Regions from separate parts of the Mus musculus genome. Here all the other regions are linked to region 1. A link is a contact called in public Hi-C and HiChIP or PLAC-seq data. All regions are on one chromosome and are shown on one strand. The core of a region is the stretch at or near the end of the contact, and the rest is flanking DNA. Distances in the headings are between cores, read along the strand shown.

The links. Hi-C and Micro-C count contacts between places; a contact is called where the count stands out from the background. HiChIP or PLAC-seq counts read pairs in DNA pulled down with a chosen protein or histone mark.
Region 2: a FOXA1 HiChIP or PLAC-seq map of pancreatic cancer cells shows a contact between it and region 1. The contact joins two enhancer-like sites. A contact is called at or near these places in 9 of 484 Hi-C or Micro-C datasets (adipose-derived mesenchymal stem cells, brown adipocytes, cerebellum and 4 more) and 3 of 115 datasets of contacts at active chromatin or transcription factors (astrocytes, embryonic forebrain and pancreatic cancer cells).
Region 3: a Hi-C map of cranial neural crest shows a contact between it and region 1, with 2.6 times the contacts expected there. The contact joins two enhancer-like sites. A contact is called at or near these places in 1 of 15 datasets of contacts at CTCF or cohesin (large pre-B cells), 8 of 484 Hi-C or Micro-C datasets (adipose-derived mesenchymal stem cells, cerebellum, cerebral cortex and 5 more) and 2 of 115 datasets of contacts at active chromatin or transcription factors (embryonic stem cells and stem cell-derived neural progenitor cells).

The regions. Positions count from the first base shown.
Region 1 is chr13:28,543,281-28,545,895 of GRCm38.p6, forward strand. The region is part of intron 7 of 2610307P16Rik (RIKEN cDNA 2610307P16 gene); the gene reads right to left. Among named protein-coding and RNA genes, the nearest start is that of Gm40841, 120 kb to the left of the region's middle. Within about 2 kb of position 1,326, at least 77 of the 459 cell types and tissues checked have an H3K27ac peak or open chromatin away from gene starts, as enhancers often do. A contact at or near this core is called in astrocytes, embryonic fibroblasts and pancreatic cancer cells, where this site is marked.
Region 2 is chr13:29,829,953-29,832,567 of GRCm38.p6, forward strand. The region is part of intron 4 of Cdkal1 (CDK5 regulatory subunit associated protein 1-like 1); the gene reads right to left. Among named protein-coding and RNA genes, the nearest start is that of Cdkal1, 24 kb to the right of the region's middle. Within about 2 kb of position 1,304, at least 46 of the 459 cell types and tissues checked have an H3K27ac peak or open chromatin away from gene starts, as enhancers often do. A contact at or near this core is called in astrocytes, embryonic fibroblasts and pancreatic cancer cells, where this site is marked.
Region 3 is chr13:29,604,153-29,606,767 of GRCm38.p6, forward strand. All of the region lies in intron 9 of Cdkal1 (CDK5 regulatory subunit associated protein 1-like 1), which reads right to left. Among named protein-coding and RNA genes, the nearest start is that of Cdkal1, 250 kb to the right of the region's middle. Within about 2 kb of position 1,294, at least 12 of the 459 cell types and tissues checked have an H3K27ac peak or open chromatin away from gene starts, as enhancers often do.

The DNA of each region.
Region 1 (2,615 bases), core at 76-2,575:
GGAAAATGGCAATTATTTGGATGGTGAGAGTATTCCTTCAGGCAAATGCTGTTTCTGGAATAATCTAGCATAACAGGATTCATCCTGGATACAGAGCAGCACTACACTGACACTAAAGTTTATGATTACTGTCACAGCAATATTTTCCTACACACACTAATAAACCAAATTTAATAAAATAAAAGTAGTGTGCTCAAGGATATAGGGAAGTGATATTTGAAACCCAGGTCCGGCGTACTGCTGAAGCTAGAGGGTACTTTGTCAACAGAGGCTGACCAAAATGGAGGGGCATTAATCAATGAGAGGAAAGGGAAGTAAGTCAGCAGAGATGAACACACGCAGAGACCCCTGCTATGACTCTGCTGAGATACCCCATAAATCACACATGATACCTGAACCCCAGTGTGTGGCGACTGATGTCATGTCCTGTGAATGCCCTTTTTGATTCTCTTTAAAGTTGTCTTTAAAATCTAACCTTAGGAACAAAAAAATCAAGGACTGGGGATATGGTTGAGTAATTGAACATTTGCCTAGTATGTTCAATGCCCTGTGCTACCTAAACAAATAAGAATCAAAAGATTACGAATCAAAGCACAAAGAAGAAATTCTCACAGAGAAAGGCTCATGATCTGATTTTTTTATCATCTCTTTTTCTCTAAATCTATCAAATGAGTAACACAAGCAAAAACTAATAATCACCATCCCAGGAAAACTGGAAGCCTTCTTCAAACACAGTAACTTTCCTGAAAAAGAACATCCTACAGATGGCGTCTGCCTTCTAAAATATTATAGATGACACAAAGAAAAACCAGGCTCTGAGACGGATCATCAGATCGTTTGGTTCTTAATAGACAGCTGTGGCTAATGTGCGCCTCAGCCCACATTGCAATCCTGACGCACACACCCTGGCGCTGAGGTTATCAGGCAACTCAGTGAAATGGGACAGAAAACCCCCCAAGGAGCCAAAGCTCCGGAATCTGCTAGACTCATTTCCACGCTCACCCGGGAACCCAGAAAATCACTTTCAGATGCAACCCAGGACAGAGGCTGCCTGCAAGGAGAAGCTTCGATGTACACAGTCTTCCCCAGCAAACCCCCCCGCCCCTCCCCCCCCCCCCCCCCCCGTTTTGCCCTTCACAGCTACCAGTCTTTTTTTTTTTTTTTTTTCTGGAATTCACAAACTTCTTCACAGCAAAGCTTTCTTGCAAGGCTGCTGACTGCCCATCTCTTTCTATCCATTCAGTGCCTGGAAAACACAAGAAGGGGAGACAAAGGGCAAATGCCAGTCTGTGACCTCTGTCTGGATTTAGCGGAGCGTGATGTGTGAATCAGGTGTGTGGAATGGAGGTTTCCATGGCAACGAGACTGCCAGCCAGGCAAGGCTTCACATACTCTTTCTACCATGGTAATAAAAACAATGAGGCCACCTGAGGGACCTCAGCAAAGAGTGAGGCAGCCAAGTTCAGGGTTATCGAGTGACTGGGCGGACCTGGGTCTGCATGAGGTCTACCCACACCCTTAGCACTGGATTCTTTCCCATCAGTGCCTACTGAAGTCCACTCACCACCTTTTGCTGGAAGATGGCATGATCTCTCAGAGGAGTTTCTTGAAAGTGTTATGTAGAAAGGGCTAGGGGAAAGTGTGTAAGCAAAGATTCAGCTATGCCCGTCCACACATTGAGCTATTTTGACCCACTTTGATACTAGGTGCCTACTTGACAGAAGTATTTCCGCTTTCTGGAAGCTTCTTTGCCTTACCTTTGAGTGTGTGTTTGATTTGTACTCTCAGGCCACTAGGAAAGGATCCTGAGCTACATTTTGTGTTTCAGGAATTTAAAATTTTATACTAAATTTTGGTTGTGTAAACACTAGAATTATTCAAAACTTAAAGAAAAAAAAGCAGCTTGTTTTTAAGGCCCAAGAGTTGGATTAGCAGAAGGGAAAAGGGCATACAATTTTAATGAAATCAAAGCTTGCCTTGATTTGTGGGGATGCCCAGTCTATGTGGGGCCCAGGCTCTGAGATGGTTAACAGGTCAGCAGCAGGCGGGATCTGAAGGAAACTGGAAGACAGCAAATTACACTTCCTCTCCCCCCACTGTTTTTAGCTCTGCTCTTGAAGGGTTTCAATTCCTTCACAGCATCACTCCACAGGCTGAATAAAAGTTCCTCCTGCTACTTGGGTTACAGGTCCTGCTTCAGCAGACTGTGACAGGCCCTGCTGTGATCAGCCTGTCCTTTCCAATGCACCAATGGAATGTGTCTCACCACACCTGACTGGCACCCGGAGGCCACCCTCTGCCTTTCAGACAGCTCCTCGTGGTGCCCTAGGATATGCCCACCCCAGAGTCTGATTTACTGCACCAGCTACTCCTCTGTAGCTTCAGCCACTGCAGTTCACAGTGGCACTGCACATCCAGGCAAATTCAATGAATTTTGGTTGCTACAGAACCCCTTATCAGCATGAGATAAGCACAAATATTCCAGGTGATAGTGAACCATGCACAATATTGCACCCTGTGCAGTCATGCTTTTCCTATATGTGCTTGCCCACTGTGTGCACACACCATGCTCCTCCTAAATGTATATACCCACTGTGTGCACACACCATCCTGCT
Region 2 (2,615 bases), core at 54-2,553, 1.3 Mb after region 1:
AACTTACTCTTGCCACCTAATAACCAATAAATTTAGTTGCTTTCATCAGTATCTTCGGAGAAGTCAGAGAAATAAATTGTTGGACGCCAACCTGGCTTCTGCCAACACAGTTAAGTGCTAGTGAGCTAACCTGCACAGACTCAGACTTCCTTCTAGACCTTGAATACACGAAAGAAACGTGTTCTCAGTTTGAAGACCTTAGCCTATTTCTCAATTAACTGGTATTTTATTCCTTTCATTTGTATTAACTCCATTCAAATTAATTTTCCCATTTGCAACATAATAAATTTCAATTCTCCAGAATAAGGGTAAAATGTTCAAAATAGGAGGCCTGACTTATACCAAAGATGATTTTCCCCCCAAAATAAAATTACTTCTGATCTTCATTATCCACAACTGTATGAATAACTACCCAGTTCCCATGCTTTTTTTTAAAGTTGCTTTTCAATGTCAAGAATAAATCTTTTTCCTGTTTTATATATACTAGACCTAAACTTAAACAGCTAAGCCTTTCATCTTCTCACTTTAAAAAGCACCTAATTAGTTTACCACTACCAGATAATCCACTTCATTTTAAAAACATTAAAGCAAATATAAGCCACTGTCTTTATAGACCATTTATGCACACGAAAAGTCATCAATCCATTTTGTACATAAGAGCAGACAGAGTCTGTAAATTTGTAATTAATCATTCCACATTGCTTCATTTCCTCATTATCTACCCACTGACCAGATAAGCAAGCAAGAGAGAAGGGCAGGTGGACAGAGAGAAGGGAAATAGAAGTCTTCTTGCAAGGGTGAGGGCAGATCTGTCTCCTTGGTTGAATACACAGCATAACAGGCCTGTGATGCACATATATCTAGTGAATAAATGAATCTATAAAGAGTCTGAGCACACTGGACGTCATGTGTTCATCTTATTTATGAATAACTTGTGGTTTGGGAAGATAAGATGGTGTCACTAAGGCCACAGGGTAAGTTGGCCATTCCTGCACAATCTAACACTATGTTTGTGCATTTCCCCCCTCTCACCTACATACGTATTTAAGTTCAATATATCACTCTTTCTAGAACTTGAGCCACATAAAAACAGCTGTGGCTGAAGAATGTATTTGGTGGTTAGTTTTACATTCAGAAAGAAAAAAAAAAATGTCCACACTGAAAACCATCAGGAGGATTAAAACATCAGAGTCCCAAGCCAAACAATCTGGTGGCTGGCGGTAAACACTCATTACTGTGACACACAGGGATTGATCAGGTGGTCCATGACTGTACCAATAATAAAACCTAACTCACTAGAAATGTTCCTGACCAGAGCAAAAGCATTTGCTTGGCCGGTACAGAAGGAATGACAAGTCTGAAAGAAATGCCCAACACTGGCCAGACGCCACAAGGAGTAAGTACAGAAGATGAAAAGAAGCAACAGAGAAAAGTAACGAAGAACTATGTGCCTTTTTACTGAGTCACTGTGAGCATGAAGTCTAGCCTTACACAGCCCATGAATCACAACATCTGAAAAGGACTACAAAGCCATTTTACTTGTTTGTTCAAAGAAAGGGTCTCAAAAACTTAAGAGCTAACTACAAACTACAAACACGCTAAACTGCATTTGCTCAGGCATTATACCAAGTCATTCCTTGTCCTGTACCTAACAACAAACAAGAAGAGCACAAAAAGAAGAAGAAAACACTTATATAACAAGCTCTGTTTGCTCCCCATTAAATGGCATGAATATTAATATAAGCCATTAAAATCCTAATCAAGTGCTTATTGTAAGGAAAAGTATGGTCTGTGCTGGGAACACAAAAGAAGAAGACTGGCCCTTACTCGGGCTCGTCCTAGTAAGAAGCAAAGCATAAACAAGGGCAGTGTGGTCTAGGAGTGGGAAAGAGAGGATGGAGGCCACAGCGCTGCTAAGGAATGACCTGACTGGGGTCTGCGTGGGCCAGGGCAGGCGAGGGAAGAAGAAGATTCCAATAGAGCTTCACACTTGACAGTTCTAATCAAGTGCTTCACCTCAGGCAAAGTTACACACTGCGTGGGAAGAGCCATCACCGGGCCTCTCACTTCTGCCATAGTCAACATGATTCATTTGTGAGAATTAAAAACCTGAGAAAAGATGAGGAAGCTCACTGACTACCAACCATTTTTGGAACAAGACCCCCATATCCTCTGACACCTAATCCCACATTTCTCATCTGACTCACTGACTACCCAAAGAAGCCATCAGAGTTTGCCTCACTTCCTAATGCACACTCACCACAGACAAAGATACACAGGAGTGAAACACATACAACTAAAAGACATCTAAATACGTCCAAACCGATTAAATACGTGTCTGATTCAAATTTCATTAGTATTGCGAGTACATGTAAAGTACTGGAATTTAAAACATCATAGATGGGAAGTTTCTTCATTAAAGCATAATAGCTAATGCCTGGCAGTCATTTACTAGTCATTACAGCAACCATCCTCAACATGAAGAATCACAGGTCTAGAGAAGCCGGCGTCATTGTTATGACAGCATTCCCCAGGTTTTATCAGTGTCTAAATTTATCAGCATCCTTAAGAGTAATAGTTAATCAAAGGCTAGAGAAGAAACAGTTTTAAGACAG
Region 3 (2,615 bases), core at 44-2,543, 1.1 Mb after region 1:
TTTTCTGAATGTCTTATTACAAGCAAAGTTGGAACAAAATTAGGCCTAAACGTTTGCAACAGAACCCTTTCTCACAAGGCATGTTGCTGCCTTTGTGTTCTCTAGCCCTGCCATTCCGGGGAGACTAAGAGTTTAATAAATTGTAAGATTATTAAATATCTCTAGAGACCCCTCCCCTTTTTCATCACTTAAGGCAATGGCGACCAAAATACCAAATCACTTGCTTAATTTTGAATAGCCAAGTACACAGAGAAAGAGTGGCCAACACTCAAAGGCTGATGCGGCGCTGCTGCCCTCTCCTGGACTCGGTGATCCTAACCCCTCCCCACTGCCTAGGAACAGTGAAACTGAGATGTGGAAGTCAAACACTAGGTCAGGTTCAAAGTTTTCCTGAAATTTTTGAACTTAATTTTATTAAATCAAATGTGTGTGTCGCTCTCTCTCTCTCTCTCTCACACACACACACGAGAGAGAGAGAGAGAGAGAGAGAGAGAGAGAGAGAGAGAGAGAGAGAGAGAGAGTATTAAGAGGTCAGAAAGGTTCTCCATGAATCTCCCACTTACTGAGAGAGCTAGGGAGCATTGATTTTCAAAGTCTTAGACTGTCATCCCAATTTCTCAGGGTATATTTTACACGAACCACCACCCACCCCACCCCCATCTCTGCCGCCACTTCAGCTCTTTTCCCTGTCATACCAAGATAGGTCATGTTCCTGGACCCTAGCTTGGCTAAGCTTATCAGAGTGTTCCATCACCTCTGAAATCATTCTCCCATCAACTAAGAGGTTGCTCTCCAATAATTCAAATCTTGCTTTCTACTTCCTTGTTCTGTTTCATCAAGAAACAAAGCAGCTCACTCTAGAACAAAATTAAAATGAAAATACCTTTCCTCTATATAATTTTGTTTCCTAGTATGTCATTCCAAATCTTTAACTACTTGGGGACACCCAAAGCTAGTTTATAGGGGCTTTAGTTATGTACCTGGAAACTCCCTCTAGCCTCAGTAATTAACCTCTACTCCAAGCCCAGCACCCTTCAATCCAGTCTAGATACAATTATACATAACACTAAAGCATGACCTTTCATCCAAGTCCGCCAACCCCAGACCCCTTCAACACAGAATCTGGACCTGCCAATACTATTCCTCATCACTTACAGAAACTGGGCTTCTTTGCTTTCCCTGCCTCCCTTTAGCAACCTCCACCCCTACAATCCTCCTACCACATGGATTCCTCACCATGGCCTCCCAGACACCAACAAAGGCCTGGCCATGAACATAGCTTCAGATTCAAAGAATATAGAAAAATAAATGAAGTGAAGACAGTGTTGAAAAATCACAACACTATACAAAGGAATGCCTTAAAGACATCCACAGAAGCAACTAGGATGCTGGCCCTGGTGGATGTCGGGGGTCAAAAGAACCCTTGTGCCATGATCTACTAACTCTGCAGTCACTGGGAGAAAGGATAATTAAGATCCTGGGCTCTGGTCTACCACTGCTTGGCTGTGTGTATTTGAGGTTATTGAACCTGTTTTTGATTCAGCTTCTCATTTGCAAAGCATGTAAATTACAGTACATATCTGATAGGGTGCCTATGAGATGGCCATTATGAATGTTACCAAACAGAACAGTGCTTGGCGTTATAATAGAGTAACTCTCAGATAGACAGACAGAAAGACAGACAGATTACTTAGTTTTCTTATTTTTCTTTAAAGCTAGGGACCTGTGATTTAAAGAACAAACAAAAAATCAATTTCTTAAATATGTAACAGGCATCCAAGGTTTTTTGGGTTTTTTTATGTATTCTACAGTTTGAGGACAAGTTTTGTAATTGTTCTGTAAACGTAAGCCATGGGCTTCGAGTAGCCACATCAAATGATCTGTTCTTCAACCTCTCTAGCACTCTGCTATACTGTCTGCGTTCCAGGGCCTTACCATTAAGCTTCAGGTGATGGTTCTGAGGGAACATCCATAAATTCCTAGAGCAGAAAGACTCAACTTGTTCTAGTCTATTCCGGTGACTATAACAAAAAACCACAGGCTGCGTACCTTATAAATAAGCATGGTCTGCTGCTCTCAAGAGCAAGGCATTGGATGACTCAGTGTCTGATGAGAGCCTGTTGCTCACAGGTGGAGACATCTAAGTATGCTTACAAGGCACAAGGGACAGGAAGAGAGCCAGGCTTCTCAGGCCAGTTTTCTAAAGGCAAGAATCCCATTCACCACGACTGTCCCCAAGGGCCTTTTGAAACTGTTTTTAATTCTGCACTAGCCTCACAGCCAAGAGTAATTTTTTGGTATGGTCTGAAGATCCTTGCTAAGTGTTATTTTTACTTAACTCTGGAAACAACTTCGGTAATCAAAACTATAATACTGAATTTATCTTCAAAGGAGATAATCAAGAAAGCACACATTTGGAAAAGCAAGCATTTTCAAGATAATAAGAGATCTTGTTCTAAAATACATATCTTAAAATATTTTAAATATAAACACTCTAGAATATATTTTGAGACACATGTTACAGTTTTGTGGCTATTTGTGTTTACAAACAAGATGTCTAGAACTACACAAATGTACTCTCTTATTATAAGGATAAGCCAGTCTTTTTACTAGCC